Linked DNA regions of Macaca mulatta: all the other regions are linked to region 3. A link is a contact called in public Hi-C data. All regions are on one chromosome and are shown on one strand. Each heading gives the region's core, a stretch centred on a gene start, on an enhancer-like site or on the middle of the called end of the contact. The rest is flanking DNA. Distances are from core to core; before and after follow the strand shown.

Region 1 (2,906 bases), core at 28-2,527, 370 kb before region 3:
GCCTTTGGCGAAGGCGCTCGACTCCGGCAGCGTCGTCAGCGGGCTCGTGTTGCCGATCTTGTTGCAGGTCGCCGCTAGCATGGCCAACGGGGTCGTTCCGAAGCGCGGCTCTTCCTAAAGTGGGTAGGATGGGGGAGGGAGCAAGGAGGAGGAGGGCAGGAGGAAGTGGGGAAGAAAGAAAGTGCACCCGTGAGCAGCCTTGTCCCCTGCGGCTGCTCCCGGGGGGGCCCTAGCTCCCCGCCTCGCGCCTCCTCCCCACGCGCCCGCGGAAGAGTCACCGCACCGGGCGCGGGACAGTGGCCATCACCGCGGCGAAGGTCCGGGGGCCGGAAAGTTGCTCTTCGCTGAGGCTGTAAATCAAAGATGCCTCCGTGTTCCCCGCCTCAGTCGCTGCAACCCTGACTACAACCGGACTTGGGTTGTCGCGGTAAACCGGCTCCTCTCCCAGAAGACCCCAAGTCGCCCTTCGGGGTGACGCGCGAAGGTAAACACAGAGACCAGAGACAACAAACACCGGGCGAGGGCGGAGGCGGCCGAAACAGCAGCCAGGGACGGGCGAAACTTGCAGCACTCCCAGGGTGGCTACGACTTGACTTTTCTTTTTTAATAGAAAACGTTTGGTTTTAAAGTTTACACACACACAAACACAGCGATTATGAAAACAACAATCCGAGGATAAGCGGCCAGAGACGTATTTTCAAAGTCACGGGCGAACTGGGGAGCCGCGGAAATGTAAATATTTATTAGCGTGACTAGATGGACTGCAAAACGATTAAGACTGTTTTCTGGAAACACCACTGTCGCATAATTGCAACAAAATCCCCAAAGCAAGGCGGGGGGTGGGGTATAAATCACGAGGGGAAGAAAAGAAACCTCTAGCTTTTCTTTGAAACCAAGTAAAAAAGGACTTCATTAAGAAGGCCTTTTCTTGCAAAGGCATCTGCTGGGTTCCAAAAACTTGGGGAAAAAATCAGTCCCAGAAATGTGGCAAGTGCTAATAGAAGCTGAAGCTGCAGTCCAGCAGCAACAGTTTCTCGGGAGCCGCAGACCCCAGAAGCCATAACGAAAAATTACTCCGGTTAAAACAAGCAAATGCGTTGCCGCGCTTGCGACTTACCCCGAGTATAGACGTGGCCATAGCAGGTCTCTGGCTGCGCAGCGAGGCTGGGAGCGGGGCTGAGCCTGGCGGCTGCTCGGAAAAACTGCTTGGGTCCCGCGCGGCTCCCGCGTCCCCGCGCTCGCGCCGAGCGGACTCCGGGCTCCCGCCGGCTAAACTCAGCCTAAGTGAGAGGAGCACCCGCTTTGAAGTGCCGCTGGCTGCGCCTCTCACCCAATGAGGGCGCAGGCAGAGCAGACGGGAGCTGCCCCGCAGCCAATCAGACGCGCCGAGGGGCCCGGGCCCGGGCTCCCGGCGCGTGCCAGTCAAGTCGGCTAGCTAGGGCGGCGGGGGTGGAGGGGAGTAGGGGGGGATACTTGGGTGGGGGGCGAGGGCGGGCTGGGGACTGAAGAAATTACAGTGCAATTAAAAATTTGCACACACTCACGCACCAAGCCAGGTTTAAGTACCAATGAAACCGGGCCACAAGCACCCCCCCCCACACACACACAAACCACCCCGAGATGTTGCAAGTTAGGGCTGACAGTCCTACTCGACTCCCCACTTGTAGGAAAGGAGGCAGGAGAGGAGGAGACACCCAGACACAGCCCGCACCAGCAGGGCCCAAGTGGAGACGGAAATGTCAGCCCTCACTTTGTGTGTCCAGGCTCTTGCCTACAGAACACAACTTCAGCTTATATCTATCATTCTTGCTTGGGATTTTTTTTAAAAAATCATTTTCGTGTGTCTTCTACCCAATTCCTTATTCCACTAGATTCAATGTTACTCTCACAGTTATACTGGGGAGGGGGACACGAAGGGACAGTTCCTCCGAGAGGAGCGAAATAGGCCTCTCTGTACAGATCTACATCCACAGATTTGTTGGGAGGGCCTGGAGCCTGCTGCATCCCGCCATTTCCCCCCAGCGGTGTAAGTGACTTCCTAATTGTCGCTCTGGCCTCTGACCCGGGGGGTAATACAAGTGCCACTCACGCTAGAGGCTTCTGGTGGTAATTGAGGGCACCCTTTGTACGGTTTCGCCAGCGCTAAGATACCAGGTTAACCCAGTTGTCAAATATGACTAAACAGTGGGATGTGCTGATTATCTGCCGGGTTTTGCTGGGGGCTGGCGTGGGGGTGGGAGGCATCAGCCCATACAACACGCTGCACGAAGCCGCTTATTTTCACACTGTAACAACTTTGGAAACAGAGACCGGCGCGAGCGGCGTCCGCCCCCACCTCCACCTCCGCTGAAGCTGCAGCTTGCTCGGCTGTTTGTTTAACCCGGTGAAGATTTGCATGTCGCGTTTCATCCTGGAGTGGAATTTTCTTGTCCCAGCTCCAGCCCACTCCCACTCCAGACTGCCAAGGCCTAGAGTTTCGTCTGTAAGGCAAGTGCGCCGTGTTAAGAGGTGGGGTCCCCCTTACTGCCCTGCTTTCACGGACGTGCCCGAGAAATCTCTCCAGGATTTTCACCCGGGAAGGCGGAGGACCAGGCCACACGTGGGCGCCCCCACATTTTGCAGGCTGGAAGCATCCTGAAGTCCTCCCTGGACCTTGTCAGTGTGAAAAGAGGTGTCCTCAAACAGACCAGGGTGCGTCTTCGAGTCCCCCAGCAACCGCTGAACTGCTTGTTTTTCTCTTTCTGGGCCCCGCTTTCTCTTTCTTCTCCAGGGTAACCAGAAGCTGTTTTTGAACCAGAAATACCAGCGCCCTCGGGCAGACCTGGGCGCTGGTTTTAACATAGCACACTCCCCACCAAACCCACACCCTGCTTCTTAGGAAAAAAAAATTAAACTACCAACCCCAA
Region 2 (2,894 bases), core at 22-2,521, 290 kb before region 3:
AGGCTCAACTGGTCCTCCTATCTTGGCCTCCCAAAGTGCTGGGATTACGGCCAGATTTTCAGTTAGATTGGGGTTTGAAATATGCTGCTGCCATGTGCTAGCTGTGTGACTTCATCCAAATTAATCAACCTTTCTGATATTGTTCCCTCACTTGTAACATGAGGATAGCAACCAGTTTATATCCTTTAATATTAATAGCAACTAATCCCTTTAAAAGGAGCTTCTAGTGTCACAATTTTTGGACAGGTATTATATTCATTACAACAAAACCTGAATGGCATCTGAAGGCCAGGACCTAAATGAAAGAATTCCTTCTCCAGTGGCTCTCATGGTGTTGACATGGTGTGGGTGAGATGGGATGAAATCCTAATATTAACAACAGAGACTATTCACAAGCCTTTTCTGTATGTGCTGGGTACTGTTGTTACGAGCTCAACACGCATTGTCTCATTTTATCCTCACACGAATAACCTCATAAGGTGGTCTCAATAGCCTCATTTTATCCAGAACGAAACTGAAGTACAGCGAAGTTAATTTGTCTAGGGTCACACAGTCAATGAGTGGCGGAATCCAGATTGGAAATCCCCCAATTTCAAAGGCACCTGCTCTCAACCACCAAGAGGAAAAGGGAGGAAATTGGCTCAATTAAACGCATTCTGTGATCCAGTACCTGTGTGCGACGCTTTAACTATAAGGCGAAGAAGAAATCCTTAGACTAAAGTTTCCCTTAGCCCCTTTTCCTTCAAGAACGTTTAGTTAACAGCTTATCTCCGCACGGACTGAGCGAATAAACTTATAGGAAAAGGGAGATGGGCTAGCGGCCAAGCGGTCCCCGGGGCTGGTGTGGCTGTTTGCCTGACTTCAGGCGCCCCGGATCTCCCGGAGGGAAGTCAGGGCCCAAGGCGCTTCGCAGTCCAGCTGGGGAAGCGCGGGGCTGCAGGCCCGCGAGTGAACATGAGCAGGTAACCCAGGCCGCGCAGCTGGGCGGAAGCGGAGACCTAGAACCGAGAAGCCCATGTGCTAAAGCGGAAGACTAGAGCTCCCGGGAATGGCCTGGTCAGCGCCTTGCCCCTCTCCAGCCCTTGCGTCAGTCGCGAGGCTCCTCCCACCCTGGGCTCCTCCGGCCCTGCTCCCGCCTCCCCGGCCTGTCGGGCCAATGGGCGGGGCGCGCGGGCAAAACGGGGAGGGGCGGGGCCCATGGCCTGCGCGCAGGTGCCGCTCGGCGCCCGGCCCGCCCGTTCCGCCGCTGCCGCCGCCGTCGTGCGTGCCGCTCGGCGGATGGGCCGGGCCTGCGTTCTCTCCTCCTTCCTCCCCGCCTCCGGCTGCCGGCAGGACCTTTCTCTAGCTGCCGCTGGGACCCCGTGTCATCGCCCAGGCCGAGCACGGTGAGGCCCTCAGGGAGCCCGGGGGCGCGATCTCTGCCAGGTCTTCGGTGCCCGGGCTCATTGCCCTGAGGCTGGCGCGAGGCCCGGGCCCAGTGGCCAAGATGGGGCCAGGGCAGCGGGTGGCGTGGGGGTGTGTGGATGAATGAGGCGCTGTCGGACTAGGCCGCGAGTCGGGAGATCGGCCTAACCTCACGCGGGAAAACCCTGGGGAAAGCCTTCTCCCGAGGCCGGGACGCCCGGTGACCCCGTCCGGAGAGGAGGATGGGGGTGGGGCCCACTTTGGGTGGGCTGCCGGCCACCCCTCGGTAGGCCAGAGGACCCGACAGGCGCTGTTCATGTGTCTGTTCTTTGGAGGCCTGGGGGTTGGCCAGGAACAGGTGTCAGGACGCTGAGAAGGGAAATTCCTGGCGCTCGGGGTCAGGGATCAGAGGCTGGAATACTACTACGAGGGCTTGGCCTCAGCGTGGTCCTAGGAGATACAACTCTCAGCCAGAATAGAGGGACAGTTTTAGTTCCCAGCTTCTGAGACGTGAGCTTAGCGGTCCTTGTGATTTCACTTTGCAGTACAAGAGTGGGACTAATTCTGCACGCATGATTTGGAGACAGAACTAGTAAGGGACAGAGAAAGTTTCTACTTGTAAATAAAAAGTTCCATCGATTAATTTACGATTAGAAATAGTAACCATAGTGTAGATTATGGAGGTTCCTTATGAGGACTGATGAGCCGTACCTTCAGTGCCAAAGGTGGCAGGGACTTGGTGGAAGGACCCCAGTATCTGGTGGGTGTTCATCTATGTGAAAATGGGGATTGTGGGCGAATGGGAAGGATAAGATTCCAGATTATAGAGGAATGGTTTTGTGTGAAGGGTGACTTGGTTGCTGGTGGTTCCAGATGGAATTTTCTTTGACTCTCATCTATGTACGTGCTTCCAAATGCTTTCATTCATATAACCATGTATCAGGTTAAGAAATAAAGTGTTTTGTGAGCAGTCTGGATGGAAGATTGGTAGCTAAACTCTTAGTTTATCTTTGATTCCTGGTGCCACAAAGATTTTATTTATTTATTTGAAACAGGGCCTCGCTTTGTCGCTCAGGCAGAGCCCAGGGGCGTGATCTCCGCGCAGTGCAACCTCCGCCTCTCGGGTTCAAGCAGTTCTCTAGCTTCAGCCTCCCGAGTAGCTGGAATTACAGGCACGCGCCCCCACGGCCAGCTAATTTTTTGTATTTTTTTTTAGTAGAGACGGGGTTTCTCCGTGTTGGCCAGGCTGGTCTCGACTCCCTGTCTCAAGCAATCTGCCCACCTCGGTCTCCCAAAGTGCTGGGATTACAGCGCCTGAGCCACTGTGCCTGGCCCAACAAATATTGATTTTAGATCAGTCTTTCTGGGACTTCTCAATAGCGACTTTTTTGACAACAGATAGGTTTACAGAACTTTTTAAAAATTTTTGCTAAAAAAAGGATTTAGCTCTGTGTTAGTTTTGGATCGCTATATAAAGTATGTTTTGTTCT
Region 3 (2,700 bases), core at 66-2,565:
GAAAGAGCTACCTTCCACCCAACAGATCCAGGTAGGAACAGAGTGATAATAGTGACTTCCCTTCCTCTCTCCCAGTCTACTTTTCACTTTTCACCTGTCCTGCTCTTCAGGGCACCCATCTCTTTTTCCCTTCCCCCCACCCCAAATCAGGTTATTTTGTGACTTTTATTTCCTTAAAAGTTTTTGTTGTAAAATAGTACACAGGTTATACCATTCAACTTTGAAGTTATTTTTCCAATTAAATGAGACTACAAGGTCTTACTATTAGGAGAGATGAACCTTATTCTTGGACTCAGAATTTTGAGTCTCGTTTCCGCATGTTTGTGGTTTTTAGGTCAATTCCCTAGAAATTCGATCTTTGTACAATTAAGAGCAAAGTAACCATACAATGTTTCTGATCCTGTGAGCATAGGCGGTTAACTGCTTTGGAACTGGGATGCAAACTCGCTATCTCACAAATGGATTACCTATTAAGTTAGTACACACAAAATCTAGTTGAAGTGCTTCACAACCTCATCCACCAGCACATCATCACATATCACACAAAATACAATCATCACAGTAATGGGAAAACTGATTCTTGAGCCAGATTTCTAAAAAAGAGGTATTGTGGACAGTGTTTCCACCTCTTGAATTTAACTTCTTTGTTGGCAACTATACTTGAAGGTAACAGGGAGAGATATCTCTTAGTTGGCAAAACACAGACATAAAACCTCAGCATTTTCCCCCAGGATGACAGCAAGATATCAAGGTTGCCAAAGAAGGAAGGAGTTTTAACCTAATCCAATGAGTGAAACAAGATTTTAAAATACAACAAAAATGTTCCAATGGGGGAAAAAAGGTACTTCACCAGTTCACGACTTTAAAAACGTTGGCAATGGTTGATGGGCTTGTTTCAGGAGATATCTGACTTGGTACCAAGAGGATTAAGAGGCTGGGGATAATACGTTTGTGCAGCAAAATGATTATGTGACTGACTTTTTAAAAAAACAGTATTCTGCCCCATTGGATACATACACATACCACAGGTAAAATGAAATATACTTTTAAGTGCCCGTTTTGGTGCCACTGGCCAAAATTAAAACTCTCCTTCCGTATGTGAGGTGACTTGAAATTTTTTTGCTTTAAATGCCTGCCTTCACGGTACGTGAAAGTGGGAGACCGGTTGGAAAGCTGGGGCTAAGGGGGCTGGGAGCGAGATGGCTGTCTGTGAATCAGAAAGCTGGATGTGTGTGAGAAAAATCCTCCTCCAGCCTCGGAGGGGGTGTCTCCCCTAATACCAGCTCCCTCCCCCCGGGCTCGTGGGGCGGGTCTGGTTTGCTCAGTAGCGGCAGCGGCCGCAGCAGCAGCCCCGGGGCTGAGCGGCGGTGCCCTCCTGGCAGCTCAGGCAAGCGGCGGCTCCAAGAGCGCGAGGCCCTGGGGAAATCCGGCCGAGGCTGCTGCCGGGATGGAGGTAGCCTCCAGTGGAGCCGGAGTCACCGGGGACGAATTTCCTCCCCAGCTCAGCTCCCCTACAGCTTGGCTAGGCCTGCTCCGAGCGCCTGCGAGGTGGAGGAGGCCTGCGCCTCGGGCCTGGCAGCGGCAGCCGGCGAGAGAGGCGGACACAGCGGGGTAACCGGCGAGCCGTAGCCGCTCTCGGAAACCTACGCTGCCACGGCCGCTCATTGTCTCGCCCCTTCCACCCGGGGGGCAAACAGGAAGCGCGCCGCCTGGCACAGCGACGGACGGGCGCCTGGACCAATGAGCACATCCGACGGAGAACACGGCGGCGAATGAGGGCCAAGAAGAGGGGCGGGAGTTCCGGGCAGGCTGTCACCCTCTTCCCCCCTTTTGGGCTGGAGGCTCCACCTTTTGTGTTTCCCGCACAGTCAATCAAAATAGGAAAAAAAAATCCCCGGACCGCTCCGGCCGTGTCCGCCGCCGCTTCCCGCATCCTCTCCCGCCGCCGCCGCCTTCGCTCCTCACCATGTGTAAGGCGGCGGGGAGCCCCGCCTGAGGTGCCCTAAACACACTATGACCGGTACGTAAAGCCGAGAGAGCAACCCTTGCTGCTGCCGCCGCCGCCGCTGCCGCCGACCACAGCCAGCCCGGGGCCGCTGCCGCCGGTCCTGGCCCCGTGTGTGCGACCGAGTGTCTGTGAGAGGCAGAAAGCTGCACTCCCCTGCGCCTCCCTCCCCTCCCCGCCAGCCACCGTCCACCCCCGAAGCCCCAGCAACGCCGTCTCCCCGCCAGGCCCCGGGGCGGGCGGCCCGGTCCGCCGGGAGCGCATCCCCCTGTGTGCGGGCGCGGGCGGGCGTGTGTGAGTGACTGACGGTGCGAGAGGAGCGAGCGCGAGTGAGAGCGAGCGGCGCGAAGGGAAAGGGGAGGAGAGGAGAGGGGGCAGGGGCAGCGCGGGGAGGAGGAGGAGGAGGGAAAGAGGAGGAGGAGGAGGGTTACAGGCAGCGGCGGGCGGGGGCAGCAGCAGGAGGGGAGGAGGGAGCCGCCGCCGCCGCCGCCGCCGCCGGGGGGCGGGTGGGGGAGGGGAAGGGGCCTGGGTCCGGGCTTTGGGAGTAATTTCGCCTCGGCCCGCGGGCCCCCTCCCTCTCCGCCACCCGCCTTCCTCCCCACCCCCACCCCCCCGCGCTGTGCCTGCAGCTCCCGAAAAGCCCGTGAAACAAGAGGAAATGGCTGCCTTGGACGTGGACAGCGGCGGCGGCGGTG

The links. A called contact is a pair of places that touch in the nucleus more often than the background predicts.
Region 1: a contact with region 3 is called in a Hi-C map of fetal cortex germinal zone, with 3 times the contacts expected there. The contact joins the promoter of SP9 here to the promoter of SP3 in region 3. A contact is called at or near these places in 3 of 14 Hi-C or Micro-C datasets (fetal cortex germinal zone, fetal cortical plate and liver).
Region 2: a contact with region 3 is called in a Hi-C map of fetal cortex germinal zone, with 2.2 times the contacts expected there. The contact joins the promoter of OLA1 here to the promoter of SP3 in region 3. A contact is called at or near these places in 2 of 14 Hi-C or Micro-C datasets (fetal cortex germinal zone and fetal cortical plate).

What each region holds. Positions count from the first base shown.
Region 1 is chr12:79,235,423-79,238,328 of T2T-MMU8v2.0, reverse strand. SP9 (Sp9 transcription factor) reads right to left here and starts at 1,277. Exons shown (of 2, transcript XM_015110389.3): 1 at 1,118-1,277; 2 at 1-114. The coding sequence starts at 1,138.
Region 2 is chr12:79,150,379-79,153,272 of T2T-MMU8v2.0, reverse strand. It overlaps OLA1 (Obg like ATPase 1), which reads left to right and starts at 1,271. Exons shown (of 11, transcript NM_001266628.2): 1 at 1,271-1,385.
Region 3 is chr12:78,865,545-78,868,244 of T2T-MMU8v2.0, reverse strand. It overlaps SP3 (Sp3 transcription factor), which reads left to right and starts at 1,315. Exons shown (of 7, transcript XM_077957216.1): 1 at 1,315-2,334; 2 at 2,635-2,700. The coding sequence starts at 2,664.